Regions from separate parts of the Macaca fascicularis genome. Here region 2 is linked to region 1. A link is a contact called in public Hi-C data. All regions are on one chromosome and are shown on one strand. The core of a region is the stretch at or near the end of the contact, and the rest is flanking DNA. Distances in the headings are between cores, read along the strand shown.

What was found. Hi-C and Micro-C count contacts between places; a contact is called where the count stands out from the background.
Region 2: a Hi-C map of liver shows a contact between it and region 1, with 2.9 times the contacts expected there. The contact joins the promoter of LY6G5C here to the promoter of HSPA1L in region 1. A contact is called at or near these places in 2 of 2 Hi-C or Micro-C datasets (liver and skeletal muscle).

The regions. Positions count from the first base shown.
Region 1 is chr4:139,876,831-139,883,914 of T2T-MFA8v1.1, reverse strand. It overlaps HSPA1L (heat shock protein family A (Hsp70) member 1 like), which reads right to left and starts at 4,639. Exons shown (of 2, transcript XM_045390168.3): 1 at 4,337-4,639. The coding sequence starts at 4,551. LOC123573226 (small nucleolar RNA SNORD48) reads left to right here and starts at 4,700; the gene lies at 4,700-4,762. It overlaps LOC135970736 (small nucleolar RNA ZL8), which reads left to right and starts at 6,619; the gene lies at 6,619-6,701. LOC123573221 (small nucleolar RNA SNORD52) reads left to right here and starts at 6,231; the gene lies at 6,231-6,297. It also overlaps LOC102143138.
Region 2 is chr4:140,038,903-140,045,986 of T2T-MFA8v1.1, reverse strand. LY6G5C (lymphocyte antigen 6 family member G5C) reads right to left here and starts at 3,804. Exons shown (of 3, transcript XM_005553490.4): 1 at 2,555-3,804; 2 at 1,408-1,575. The coding sequence starts at 2,675.

The DNA.
Region 1 (7,084 bases), core at 3,390-5,889:
TGTTTATATGTGAAGATAATGGATATTTGGGGAGGGATAGTGTCTGAATTCCATCTATATAGTCTGAAAAGGACAGTACTTCTGAAGAGTTACACGTGTAGGAGTTAGGGCTACACATATTTTTGTTAGGGCTTTATTGTGGGCCTTAAGAGGAATTGCAGGTGCCCGTCTTGATTAGAGTGGGGCTTGTTTCAGGGAAAAGTAGGGATGGCAGCTTCAAAAGGGTGTTGGAGGGGTGGTTGAGGTGGGTTAACTGGAGCAAGGAGGGAGGGGTGGTGCTGAGAGGGGATCATGGTTGTTTTCTCTCCCCATTGCACTTAGCGGAGTCCACAAAAAAAAAAGTCACTTTTTTGTTTTTTTGAGATGGAGTCTCACTCTCATTCTGTCGCCCAGGCGGGAGTGCAGTGGCACGATCTCGGCTCAGTGTAACTTCCGCCTCCCAGGTTCAAGCGATTCTTCTGCCTCAGCCTCCTGAGTAACTGGGACTACAGGCGTGTGTCACCACGCCTGGCTAATTTTTTTGTATTTTTGGTGGAGATGGGGTTTTACCCCAGGATGGGGTTAGGCAGGATGGTTTCAATCTCCTGACCTCGGCTCATATTCATTTATATGTGGAATCTAAACAGTAGAACTCAGAAGCAGAGAAGAAGTGGTGGTTAGCAAGGGCTGTGGGATGGGGGAATGGGGAGATGTGAAAGGGGAACAAAGCCTCAGGAGGAATGAGTTGTATTTTTTTTTTTTTGAAACGGGATATTGCTCTGTCACCCAGGCTGGAGCACAGTAGAGCTCACTGTAGTCTTAAACTCCTGGGTTCAAGGAATCCTCCCACCTTAACCTCCTGAGTAGCTGGGTCTACAGGTATGTGCCACCATGCTCGGCCAATTTTTTGCATTTTGTAGAGACTAAGTCTTGCTGTGTTGCCCAGGTTGGTCTCAAACTCTTCAGCTCAAGCGATCCCCTTGTCTATTCCTCCCCAAGTGCTGGGATTACAGGCGTGAGCCACTGCGCCCTGCCTGTTTTTGTGTTTTTGTTTTTATTTTTTTGGGGGGTATATATTGCAGGGCATGGTGAAAATAGTTAATAGTGTATATTTCAGGCCGGGCACGGTGGCTCAAGCCTGTAATCCCAGCACTTTGGGAGGCCGAGACGGGTGGATCACGAGGTTAGGAGATCGAGACCATCTGGCTAACACGGTGAAACCCCGTCTCTATTAAGAAATACAAAAAACTAGCCGGGCGAGGTGGCGGGCGCCTGTAGTCCCAGCTACTTGGGAGGCTGAGGCCGGAGAATGGCGTGAACCCGAGAGGCGGAGCTTGCAGTGAGCTGAGATCCGGCCACTGCACTCCAGCCTGGGCGACAGAGCGAGACTCCGTCTCAAAAAAAAAAAAAAAAATAGTGTATATTTCAAAATTTCAAATGTTCTTATCACAAAAGTATTTGCGGTGATATGTTAATTAGCTTGATTTAATTACTCCATATTGTGTTAATAGTTAATGACTATTTTGTACCTAATATATACAACTGAAGTTTGTCAATTTACAAAAACAATTTTAAAATCAAATAAAATGGGCCAGGTGCGATGGCTCATGCATATAATCCCAGAATTTAGGGAGGCTGAGGCGGGCGGAGCACTTGAGGTCTGGAGTTCAAAACCAGCCTGGCCAACATGGTGAAACCCCATCTCCACAAAAAGCAATAGAATTAGCTGGCTGGGCGTCGTGGCTCACGCCTGTAATCCCAGCACTTTGGGAGGCCGAGGCCGGTGGATCACCTGAGGTCAGGAGTTCAAGACCAGCCTGGCCAACATGGCAAAACCCCGTCTCTACTTTAAAAAAAAAAAAAAAAAAAAGCCAGGTGTGGTGGCACGAGCCTATAGTCCCAGCTACTCGGTAGGCTGAGGCAGGAGAATCCCTTGAACCCAGGAGGCAGAGGTTGCAGCGAGCCAAGACTGCACCACTGCACTGAAACCTGGGCGACAGAGTGAGACTCTGTCTCAAAAAAAAAAAAAAACACAATAGAATTAGCTGGGTATGGTGGTGGATGCCTACAATCCCAGCTACTGGGGAGGCTGAGGCAGGAAAATCGCTTGAACTCGGGAGGTGGAGGTTGCAGTGAGCCAAGATCATGCCAGCGCACTCCAGCCTGGGCTAGAGTGAGACTGCATGTCAAAAAGAAAGAAAGAAAGAAAGAAAGAAAGAAAGAAAAAGAAAGAAAGAAAGAAAGAAAGAAAGAAAGAAAGAAAGAAAGAAAGAAAGAAAGAAAGAAAGAAAGAAAGAGAAAGAAAGAAAGAAATAAATTAGCTGGGTTTGGTGGCGAATCCCTGTAATCCCAGCTACTACGGAGGCTGAGGCAGGAGAATTGCTTGAACCTGGGAAGTGGAGGTTGTGGTGAGCTGAGATCACACCACCGCGGTCCAGCCTGAGCAACAAGAGCAAAACTGCATCTCAAAAAAAAAAGATAAAATAAATAAAAAATAAAACTTGCGGGATGGGCAAAACAGCAACAATGAAGTGGAAGTTCAGACTATGGCTCTGCAAATCCCAACTTGGGTGACCAAGTCAAATTATTTAGACTAATTTAGCTTTCGTTGCCTCCTTTTAAAATAAAGTATTTTGTCTGAATAGCTTCACTTCAAAAGTTCTAAGATCGTTTTGAGCAGAAATGTGAGGTAGACTAACATTTTCAGCTATGGTCACCCTAGCTGCAATTATCCAAGTGAGGGTCTGGAGGAATGAGAGTTTGGGGCTATGGCCAGAAAGGAAAGATGAGTCAGGTTCTTTGTATCACCTCTGTAATCCTCATCCCATTCTCCTCTATATTAGGTATTCTAGAACCTTTTTTGACAATTTAGCATATGGAAGTGGTCACTTGAGCTGCATCCAAGGTCAAATTAGAGAGCAACAAGTGATGGTTTAGGAGCCAAAGATTTTTTCCCCCACTGCCTGCCTGAATATCGTTGGCATTTAGTAGTTCGTGTCCGGTTCTAAATGATGGTTTTACCCTAGGTTTTACGAACAGTAGCCTCTTTGTCCTTTTTCATGAATACTCTAAAAAATAGCAAATATATGAGGAAAGGAGAAAAAGGCTGCACAGCATAAAGCTGAGAAGATTACGGTAATGGGTTGTCCTCCCACACAAGCCTTTCCTGAAGGTGTTCTTCCTGACATATCAGCTAGGTGTCCCTAACACTTCCTCCCCAAAACTGAGCCTAGAGATATCTACTCTAAATCAGGCTGGGCTTGGTGGCTCACGCCTGTAATCCCAGCATTTTGTGGAGGCCTAGGCAGGCAGATAACCTGAGGTCAGGAGTTCGAGACCAGCCTAGCTTACATGGTGAAATCCTGACTCTACTAAAAACATAAAAATTAGCCAGGCATGGCGGTGTGCACCTGTAATCTCCGCTACTTGGGAGACTGAGGCAGGAAAATCGCTTGAACCGAGGAAGCGGAGGTTGCAGTGAGTCGAGATCGCGCCACTGCACTCCAGTCTGGGTGACACTCCGTCTCAAAAAAAAAAAAAAAAAATGAAGAAAAAGATACCAACACACACAACACACATCACCAAACATCATACACGTTTATAAATGAGGGAGATAGGAAAGGGTCCAGAAAGGTGGGATTTGAAATGATTTATGAGTTTCAAAAATGCTCTTATTTATTTATTTATTTTTTAAATAGATACGGGGGTTGGGTGTCACTATTTGCCCAGGCTGGTCTCGAACTCCGGGCCTCAAGTGATCCTCTGTCTAGGCCTGTCCAAAGTGTTGAGATCACAGGAGTGACCTATTACGCCCCACCTGGCTTTTGTGATTTTGGTTTTTGTTTTGTTTTGGTTAATTGAAGCTTAAGGAGCCTGACAGTCTGCGGGATCGAGCTGGGAGACGAATTCAGATTTCGCTGGGGGAACGGCGTGCGGAGTGTCAGGGTAGCTGGACCCTAAACTGTGGCAGCTGGACCCTAAACTGGGACAGCTGGACCCTAAACTGGCGCAGGTGCGAGCGCGCTCCAGCGGAGTCCCAAGGTCATTAAGCGACCTTGGGCTCCTGCGAAGCGGCTTATGAACAGCATCCGGCTGCCGCTGGCCTGCTGGCGCCAGGGACTTTCTTCCGCCTGGCCAGACAGGTCCCTGTTTTTTGTTTTTCAAAATTCAGAAAGCATCTCCGAATGTTTGCCCAGAAGGGGGTGAAACATACTTTCCTGGCCTTTCTTTCACTTTGTTGTAGTTCTATGTGGATGAACAATGGGGAAAATGCCGCGCGTTTGGCCAGGCAGATAAGAAAACAGCCATACCCATCAGGCCCCCGACCCGGCGCCGCTATAAATAGACCCGGCCTCACCATTTTAGTTCTCTCTGCGGAGTGGGCTCGTGGGTTCCTAGTAGAAGAGCTGTGATGTTCTCGTGCCGCGTGCTGCAGGCCCTGCTGTTGAGTGAGGGGGAGCAGGGGATCCCAATGGCCTGCCCTGCCTTTGCGCAGCAGCCAGCGGGCGGGTACGTCGTGGCCTGGCCGAGGGAGGAGAGCGCGGTCCCCAGTCGAGCTGCGTGAACTACCATTGCACACTGTAGAGTTTCTGGTGCCTCTCCTTGGAACTCGGCTAGCGGCGCCACAGCCCCTGCTAACTAATCGCGACATCACAACTGTGAGTGGGGTTGTGCGAGTGACTGTAAAATGGGGGTGACGGTTGCCCGGGGAGAGGAGGGGAGTGATGATGACCCCAGGTGACTCTGAGTGTGTCGCTGACGCCATCACCGCAGCGCTCTGACCGCCCCTCGGTCCAACATTCCTAGACCGGGCTCAACGAGGGGTTCATGGCCAAGATCTCTAATTCTTTGTTCCTGTGTTTCATTTCCCCGTTAGGAATTGTAAGATGTTCATCGCTGTGTTATCCTTGAGTAAAGGTGAGTATTAGGTGCGAGAGCCTTTTGAGTGCCTCTTGGGAAAGCTTTGTTCCCAAGCAGGCTTTCGTTCATGGGGCATTATGCGCCTCCCTGCCTTTTTTTTTTTTTTTTTTTTTTTTTTTTTTTTTTTTTTTTTTTTTTTTTGAGACAGTCTGCCTGTCACCCTGGCTGGAGTGCAGTGGCAAGAACACAGTACTGCAGCCTCCGCCTCCCGGGTTCAGTCGATTGTCCTGCCTCAGCTTCCCGACTAGCTGGGACTACAGGCCCGCCCCACCACACTCGGCTAATGTTTGTATTTTTAGTAGAAGGGGTTTCACCGTGTTGGTCAGGATGGTCTCCATCTCCTGACCTCGTGAGCCATTGCGCCCTGCCACTTTTTTCTTTTTTGAGCTATCCACGTACCACAGCTGGTGACCCTTGTATTTGTTATTGCTATTTTGTTTTTGAGACTGTTTGCTCCGTCGCCCAGGCTGGAGCGCAACACCAGGATCTCCCTGCAGCATCCGCCGTCAGGGCTCGAGTGGTCTTTCCACCTCAGCCTCCTGGGACTACAGGCACGTGCTACCACCACGCCTGGCTAACTTTTAGTTTTTTTACAGAAACGGGCTTTTACCATGTTGTCCAGGCTGGTATCGACTCCTGGGCTCAAACAGTCCTCCTGCCTCTGTCTCCCAAAGTGCTGGAATTACAGGGGTGAGTCTCTGCACCTGGTGTTGGTAACTTTCTAGAGACTACTTTTTGGTTTACATCATTTTCCTTGTGACCGTTGTGTTTTTACTCTTTTGGGGGACCGGGGGAGAGTCTCACTCTGTTACCTAGGCTGGAGTACAGTGGCATGATCTACACTTACTGCAGCCTCTGCCTCCTGGGTTCAGGCGATTCTCCTGCCTCAGTCTCTAGAGTAGCTGGGATTACATGCTTGTGCCACTGTTCCCTGCTAATTTTGTATTTAGTAGAGACGGGGTTTCTCCATGTTGGTCAGGCTGGTCTCAAACTCAGGTCATCCACCTGCTTCGGCCTCCCAAAGTGCTGGAATTACAGGCGTGAGCCACCTTACCTGGCCTGTATTTTTACGTTTTAATAAATCCCCGTATTTTTGTTGAAGGCTGGGTAACCTGACTCCACTCATTTCTACTGTAAACTAGGAGTACACTGAGACCTCCCAGAGGAGCTGTTCTCTGCAGTTTTAAATTACTTTCTACTACTCCCTTTCTAACGTCCGTTCTTGGACTCATTTGTTAGACCAATATGTATTAGGACTGTTGTGTTTTGTTTGAATGTACTAGATAGATCTCTTTCCAGAAGGGCTTCCCTTGATCCAGATCTCCCTAATTGGGAATGATGATTTCACAGACTAGAGTCTCTGATGCTGGTCATGATGTCAAAACTAAGTTCTGACTCATTTAGGGAACTGGATACTTGGGTTTCTAAGAGGGACCAATGGAAGAGCCGTAATTCTGCTTATTCTCAAATTGTCTTGTTTTCACCTTGTTAGAATGTGAGCTCTGGAAGCCCAGCCAGGGACAATGCTCCTTCACAGAGATTCTGCACTAACCTGAGTGAAGGCCTAAGGTTTGGAACCTCCCCCTCGTGGAAAGAAGCTTTGTATGGCTGTCATGCTTAGACAATGATTCCTGCGACTTGACCTTCAGGCTGGGAGAGGTGGAGAGCCATGCCTGTTCTCCTTCGTTGCTATGGTGACTATCCTTTGTTTTGGCTCAGTTGGAGTGGTAATGATGATCTGGTTGGACTAGAGTCTCTGAGCTTTTCTCTGAGGATCTTTGAACCCACCTGATCCACCCTCATGCTGCCTAGAATCTCCTGTAATTCACGTTTTTATGGCCAGTTATTTACATGATGAGGTTTGATTGGCTATGGTTCTGTAGGATGTACTTGAAGCATGGTGCTGGCATCTGCTCAGCCTCTGGGGAGGCCTCATGATACTTTATATTGCATAAGGTACAGAGAAAAGTAGGGATGTAGCATGGCCAGAGCAGCAGCAATGGCTGGGAGTTGCCTCACCTTTTTAATAAACTGATCTCTAGAGAACTGATTGTCATGAGCACAGCATCAACGGGATGGTACTTAAGCCATTCATGAAGAATCCATCCCAGTGATCCATTACAATTCAATATGAGATTTGGTGGGGAGACAGATCTAAACTATATTACAGGGTCTCACTTTGTGC
Region 2 (7,084 bases), core at 2,555-5,054, 160 kb before region 1:
CCTAACTGTTAAGTGCAGAATAATGTTTACAGTGGGATGCTACTATCTTGCTGGGGGGGAGAAAAAGAGGTGAAAAAATAGTAAACAGCATACTTGTGCAGGGTGGAATGTGCATAAAAGATTGCAGGAGGGATCATCCACAAAGTAAAAAAAAGTGGTTATGTGTGCAGGGGAGCCAGGTGGGTTAGGGTAGCAGCGGGAGACTTTGGTTTGACAGTACTTTATACTCTGATATTTGACGCATGTCTGTGCATCGGCTATGTTAAAAGGGTAATGAGAGGATTTGAATACAGGCTGCTGCATGCAGTGGTTGTTGACAGCACCATCTCTGGAGCCATCACAAATTCTGGCTCAGCATCTGTGAGACTCAGGCAAGGTTATGACCTTTCTGCACCTCAGTTTCCTCATCTGTAAAATGCGGATAGTAGTAATACCTGCCTCAGCGGATTGCAAGTGTTTAGAATAGTGCCTAGCACATATTATGGTTATGTTTTTGCTAACTTATGGAAGGTGGGGGGGTCGGTGGAAGAGCAGGCATCAGGAAGGAGTCAGTTTTCAGCGAGGGAGATGTCCAATGGCCAACGGGATATGAGGAGAATAGTTTGACATAATATTCAGATTCAGAAGGAAGTGGTATGTGGCTGCTGGTTGAAGCCAGCAAAGCAGATAAAATCCTCTGAGTATATGAAGTGGGAACACAGCTAAGGACCAAACCTTGGTGAACATGAACCACTAAGGGTCAGAGAGAAAACACTCCATGAAGGAGACTGAAGAAGCAGTGGAGGATGCAGGAGAAGAGCAACGCCAGCAGTAACAGCACACAGATGGGGAAGCAGGCAGCTTGAGGACAGGCAAGGGCACGTGGAGATCTGGAGGGTCCCCATCAAAGCTGCACACCTTGAAAGGGTGGAAGCTATTCAGCTACAGATTGAGGAGAGAAAGTAGTGGAAGTGGAGACAGAGTGTGGCTCTGAAGAAAAGGAAAGAGAGGCTGGGCGCGGTGGCTCATGCCTGTAATTCCAGCACTTTGGGAAGCCGAGGTCAGTGGATCACCTGAGGTCAGGAGTTCGAGACCAGCCTGGCCAACATGGTGAATCCCTATCTCTACTAAAAATACAAAAAATTAGCTGTGCGTGGTGGCATGCACCTTTAATCCCAGCTGCTTGGGAGACTGAGGCACAAGAATTGCTTGAACTGGGGAGGTGGACATTGTAGTGAGCCAAGATTGCGACACTGCACTCCAGCCTGGGTGACAGAGCAGCAAAAATAATAATAATAATAATAAAAAGACAGGATTACAGCAGTGTCCTATGGGATTATGGGAAGAAGACTTGGGGTGCAGCTTAGGAGGCTGAGAGAGTTTCAGTTTGGGAGAGTGCTGGGCCCACGACAGGAGAAGGTCACTTACCGTTCTTTATGTGGAGAGTGATGCAGCTGCTGCCAGCCGGGGTGAGGCAGGTGTCAGATCCCAGAAGGCACCCTAACTCCTTGGTCTCCAAGAGGCATCGGTAGCAGCGCAGGTATTTGGGGACTGGAAGTGGTTGAGGGCGTTCCCAATTGACAGGAACAAACTTACCTAGAACACAGAGAAGTGCTGACCCCACTCACACCCCATTCTCCCTCACACCCCACCACTGTCTGATTGCAGGCCACTCAACCCCACTGCTCCCTCCCTTCCTATCTCAGAAAACCATCAAAGCCCCAATTCTCTGCTTCTTTCCCCAACTGCATACACATACATCCCCCTTTTCCTCTGGTCCTAAGGCCAGGCCACACGTTAACAAGTCCCCGGACCCAGCAGAGCATTTGGTGTGAGGCAGAGGAAAGTGCTAAACGAACACTTTGAATCCTGTGTCTCTGTGGCTGGTGCTTTGCAGCCAAGTGGGGAGCCCAGCAGGCTGGACTCAGTCTTGTTCTATCCTGTGGATTCTAGTTCTGTCATCCAGCACACTCCCTAAACCTCCCTATTCCATGTTGCCCTCAGATCTGGAGAAGATTCCTTCAGTATCTCTATTCAGGTCACTGCTGTGAAGTGAGACAGCCCTGGGGTGGTCACTAGAAATCTTCAGAGGCCGGGTGTGGTGGCTCATGCCTGTAACCCCAGCACTTTGGGAGGCTGAGGTGGGCAGATACCTGAGGTCAGGAGTTCAAGACCAGCCTGGCCAACATGGCAAAACCCTGTCTCTACTAAAAATACAAAAATTAGCTGGGCATGGTGGCTCGTGCCTGTAATCTCAGTTACTCGGGAGGCTGAGGCATGAGAATCGCTTGAACCCGGGAGGCGGAGGTTGCAGTGAGCCGAGATCTCACCACTGTACTCCAGCCTGGGAGACAGAGCAAGACTCCATCTCAATAAATAAATAAATAAATAAATAAATCTTCAGATTGCGTATCAGTCCATGAGCAGGCATTCCCCACCAAACCCATCCATTCCATCTCTCCTCCTGCATGGGTTTACCTGAGCATCCTGGACAAATGTACCCAGACGCTTGGTGTCTGTGGGTTTCTCCATCCAGCAGGCCAGGAGACCCTTCTGAACCCTTGGAACCACTTACCAAACACCAAGCTCATCATGACCAGCACTATTAAGAGGACGGTGTACAGGGCTTGGAGGCTGCTGTGGAAGCACATGGGACCCGGATTCTGGCTCCCTGCAGGGCCTGCCATAAAACGCATGACTGCCTGCTGGCCTCCAGTTTGGGCTTATATTGGTGGAAGAGAGGTTGGCCAAGAGGAAGGAGAGAGGCAACACCAACTCAGGGTGGAAATCAGTGCCAGACCAGCCAGAGGGGCAGAATGTTCTCACCCACAGCCACTCTGGGGCATAACATCCTGCTTGAGGGCAGGGGTCCAGCAATAGGGGAATGAGAAAGGGAACTTTATTTCCTATTAATTGGACAGATGTTTATTGAATCACTGCATCAGGTCTTGGGGATACAACCGTGCACAAAGTCTCCACCCTCACAGGGCACAGTCTAGTAGGGGAGACAAGTCAATCGTCAATGATGTGGGGAGGGCAGAGTGCTGCCAGGAGCACCTCGACAGTTAAACCACTGACCTGAGGGATTTCGGCAGAGGAGTAACCTGATCCGATTTCTGTTTGTAAAAGATTGCCATGGCTGCACATTGCATTTGGGTCAAGAGTGGAGGCCGCCGGGAAGTAGCACGCTATTCCCAAGTCCGGTCACAAGATGGCGGACTGGTCCAGCAGAAGACGGGCAGGGACGAGGAGGCGGGGCTACTGAACCTGAGATACATTTAGAAGACTGGACAGATTTGCTGTTGGACTGAACGAGGGATGAGGGAACTGGGGTAGGCTTGCACAAAGAAGTGGTACCATTTTCCAAGATAGGAAACGTGGTCCGTCTCAAAAAAAAAAGAAAAAAAGCAAACAAAAAAACACACCAGAAAATAGGGGGTGCCCAGTCCCACTTCTCATACCCTGGGGACACCTGCCAGACATCCCAAAACGAGGACACCTGGATCCCAAGCGATACGTACTCAGCTCAGTGTCCCCTTGGGGTTCCGGGAACCCAGCGCCTTCCCCCACCTCATCCTTTTTCCTGCCCCGCCTAAGTTCAGCTGCGGCTCAGTGGGCCTGATCTCCGGCGCCCACAGAATCTGGCGCTGCGCGTTCGCTCTCCGCGCCTGACAGCACCTCAGAGCTCCGGTAGGACGCGGGGGTGGCCCCCTGCTCAAGTTCTGTTCCCAGGGGAAGAAACCTGGTAAGTGCGAACCGCAGGTCGGGACCCAAACGTCTGGCCCCAGCGGACATCCAGAGCCTGAGGCGGCTCCCCAGAAAGGCGGCGCCGTAGCGCCACCCCACCTCCCAGGCGAATTCTGGAGACCGCGGCACGAGGCGTCTCACCCGTTTACTCCGCTGGGGACCCGCTGGGCTTCCCAACCTCGCCTATTCGGTCCCCACCCCGCCAGCTCAGTCTTGACTCAGAAACTCCGTGTTTTTACTTTTAGGATCGTTTGGCTGTGGGTTAGGGGCGGAGAGCGTCCTCAGCGTCCGGGAACGACACCACCTGCTCCAATTTCCCGTCTGGAGGTTCTGGTCGGTCGAGGCTCCGAACTCGGGTTCCCTGCTACCTCCCAGACTATCCAAGAACTATCCAGTCTCAGGATGATAACAGGGAAGATGGGAAGAAACAGACGGGAGAGGCCCTCCCAAAAAGACTGAGGGAAGAAAGAAATATGAGAGGCAACAGGGACGCCACTGAGCACTCCCCAAGAGCCTTCGAATGAATAAATTTTAAAACTATATTACAGCCGGACTGCGGTGGCTCACGCCTATAATCCCAGCACTTTAGGAGGCCGAGGTGGGTGGATCACCTGAGGTCAGGATTTCGCGACCAGCCTGGCTAACATGGTGAAACCCCGTTTCTACTACAAATACAAAAAATTAGCCGGGCGTGGTGGCGCGCACCGGCAGGAGAATCGCTTGAACACGGGAGGCGGAGGTTGCAGTGAGCCGAGATCACGTCATTGCACTCCAACTTGGGCAACAAGAATGAAACTCCGTCTCAAAAAAACAAAAATAACAACAACAACAAACTGTATTAGGCTGGGCGCAGTGGCTTACACTGGGCCCAGTGGCTCACAACTGTAACCCCATTACCTCGGGAGGCCAAGGAGGGAGGATCTCTTGAGCCCAAAAGTTGGAGACCAGTCTGGGCAACATAGCGAGAACCCATCCCTACAAGAAAAAGTAGAAAACAATTAGCAGGGCGTGGCGGCGTGTGCCTTTAGTCCCAGCTACTCGGGAGGCTGAGGTGGGAGGATCGCTTGAACCCAGGAGGTCGAGGCTGCAGTGATCGCGCCACTGCTGTCTCAAATAACAACAATGATAATACTTTAAAAATAAAATAAATTGGCCTGGCCCGGTGGCTCATGCCTGTAATCCCAGCACTTTGGGAGGCCGAGGTGGGGGGATCATTCGAGGTCAGGAGTTTGCAACCAGCCTGAGCAACACGGTGAAACCCCGTCTCTACCAAAAATACAAAAACATTAGCCAGGTGTGGTGGCACCCTCCTGTAATCCCAGCTACTCGGGAGGCTGAGGCGGGAGAATCGCTTGAACCTGGGAGGCGGAGGTTGCAGTGAGCCGAGATGACATCACTGCACTCTAGCCTGGGCGACAGAGTGAGACTCCGTCCTAAATAAATAAAATAAAATAAAATAAAATAAAATAAAATAAAATAAAATAAATTGTATTAGAGAAAAGCCAGAGTAGTGGAGAACCGGGGAGGAACGCCGGGCACCTACATAAATGTCTTGAATGAATGAGTGCACAGAGCGATAGACAAAAAGAATCAGAGGGCCGGGCGCGGTGGCTCACGCCTGCAATCCTAGCACTTTAGGAGGCCAAGGCGGGCGGATCACAAGGTCAAGAGATCCTGCCGGGCGCAGTGGCTCAGGCCTGTAATCCCAGCACTTTCGGAGGCTGAGGCGGGTGGATCGCCTGAGGTCAGGAGTTCAAGACCGGCCTGGCCCAACATGGTGAAACCCCGTCTCTACTAGAAAGACAAAAAATTAGCCGGGCATGGTGGCATGCGTCTGTAATCCCAGCTACTCAGGAGGCTGAGGCAGGAGAATTGCTTGAACCCGGGAGGTGGAGGTTGCAGTGAGCTGAGATTGTACCATTGCACTCCAGCCTGGGCAACAAGAGAGAAACTCCATCTCAAAAAAAAAAAAAAAAAAAGAGAGAGAGATCGAGACCATCCTAGAAAATATGGTGAAACCCCGTCTCTACTAAACATATAAAAATTAGCCGGGAGTGGTGGCGCGCGCCTGTAGTCCCAGCTACTCAGGAGGCTGAGGCAGGAGAATCGCTTGAACCCGGGAGGAGGAGGTTGCAGTGAGCCGAGATCGCGCCATTGCACTCCAGCCTGGTTAGGGGAATGGAGCGAGGCAAATGAGGGGCGGGGCTGCAGATGACCCGGCCGGGAGAGGGCCTTGGTCTGTTCCGGGAGCGGATCGAGACTGCGTCCTAGAGAGGAACCAGAGAGAGGGTCTTTAACCTAAATATAAAGACGGAGCAAGACTCCGCCTCAAAAAAAAAAAAAAACAAAATAAATAATAAAAAGAATCAGAGAGCCAAGGCTCCTCTTGAAGCGAAGAGGGCAAAGGGCAAAGGGGAAGCTCAGGGGAACCTCATGGCGCCCTCTGAAGCTCCCTCTCGAATATAATCGCAACGAAAAGGTCAACGACTAGAGGCTTTGCGAGGCTGAGGCTGGGCTTCCGGAGGGGATCACCCTGAGAGGTCCGGGAGGACTTCCTGTGGAATCAAGCGACCGTGGGCCTTGAAGGAACAGGGGGGCAAGACACTCCCTCACTATTCGCGGAGTATTTCCTTGAATTAGTACTTCGAGGAGGGGTGAGACCGGGACAGGGTGGGGCCTTCTTAGGAGGGGGCGCGGCCTCTGAGGAATTAATCCCGTTTTGTTTGCGTTTTGCTCCTCCCCTGTCGACGGGGCAGGGCCAGCCCAATGCGTGCTAGGAGTCCGGAGAGTTCGTTTCCATGGTGACGGGTTCCGCTAAGGTTTTCCTGGGGTGAAGAGGCAGGGCGTTGAAATAGTCGCCATGGCAACAGCAGCAGAGGACAGTATCCTTGCTGAGTGCTCCTACCTAGAGTTAAGGTAAGCAACCGAGTGACGAAACAAAGAAGGCGGGGCCTGACGACAGAACGCCAAGGTTAGGGGAATGGAGCGAGGCAAATGAGGGGCGGGGCTGTAGATGACCCGGCCAGGAGACGGCCTTGGTCTGCTCCGGGAGCGGCTCGAGACTGCGTTCCAGAGAGGAACCAGAGAGAGGGTCTTTAACCTAAATATAAATGAATGACTGGATTCCTGAGGAATCCGGTATGGCTTGATTGGATGGATGGATGGATGGATGGATGGACGGACGGACGGACGGATGGGTGGACGGAAATCTGGCTATCGCTGACGCCTGAGCTCCCCACCCTCTCGGGCCCTCCACCTCCGTAGCCCTCACTCGCTTGTGACAGTCGTGCGAGAAACACATGCCTCTCCTAGGAGCAAACCCTCAACCCAAGCAGGCAGCCCAGAGCCAGTCCAGCAC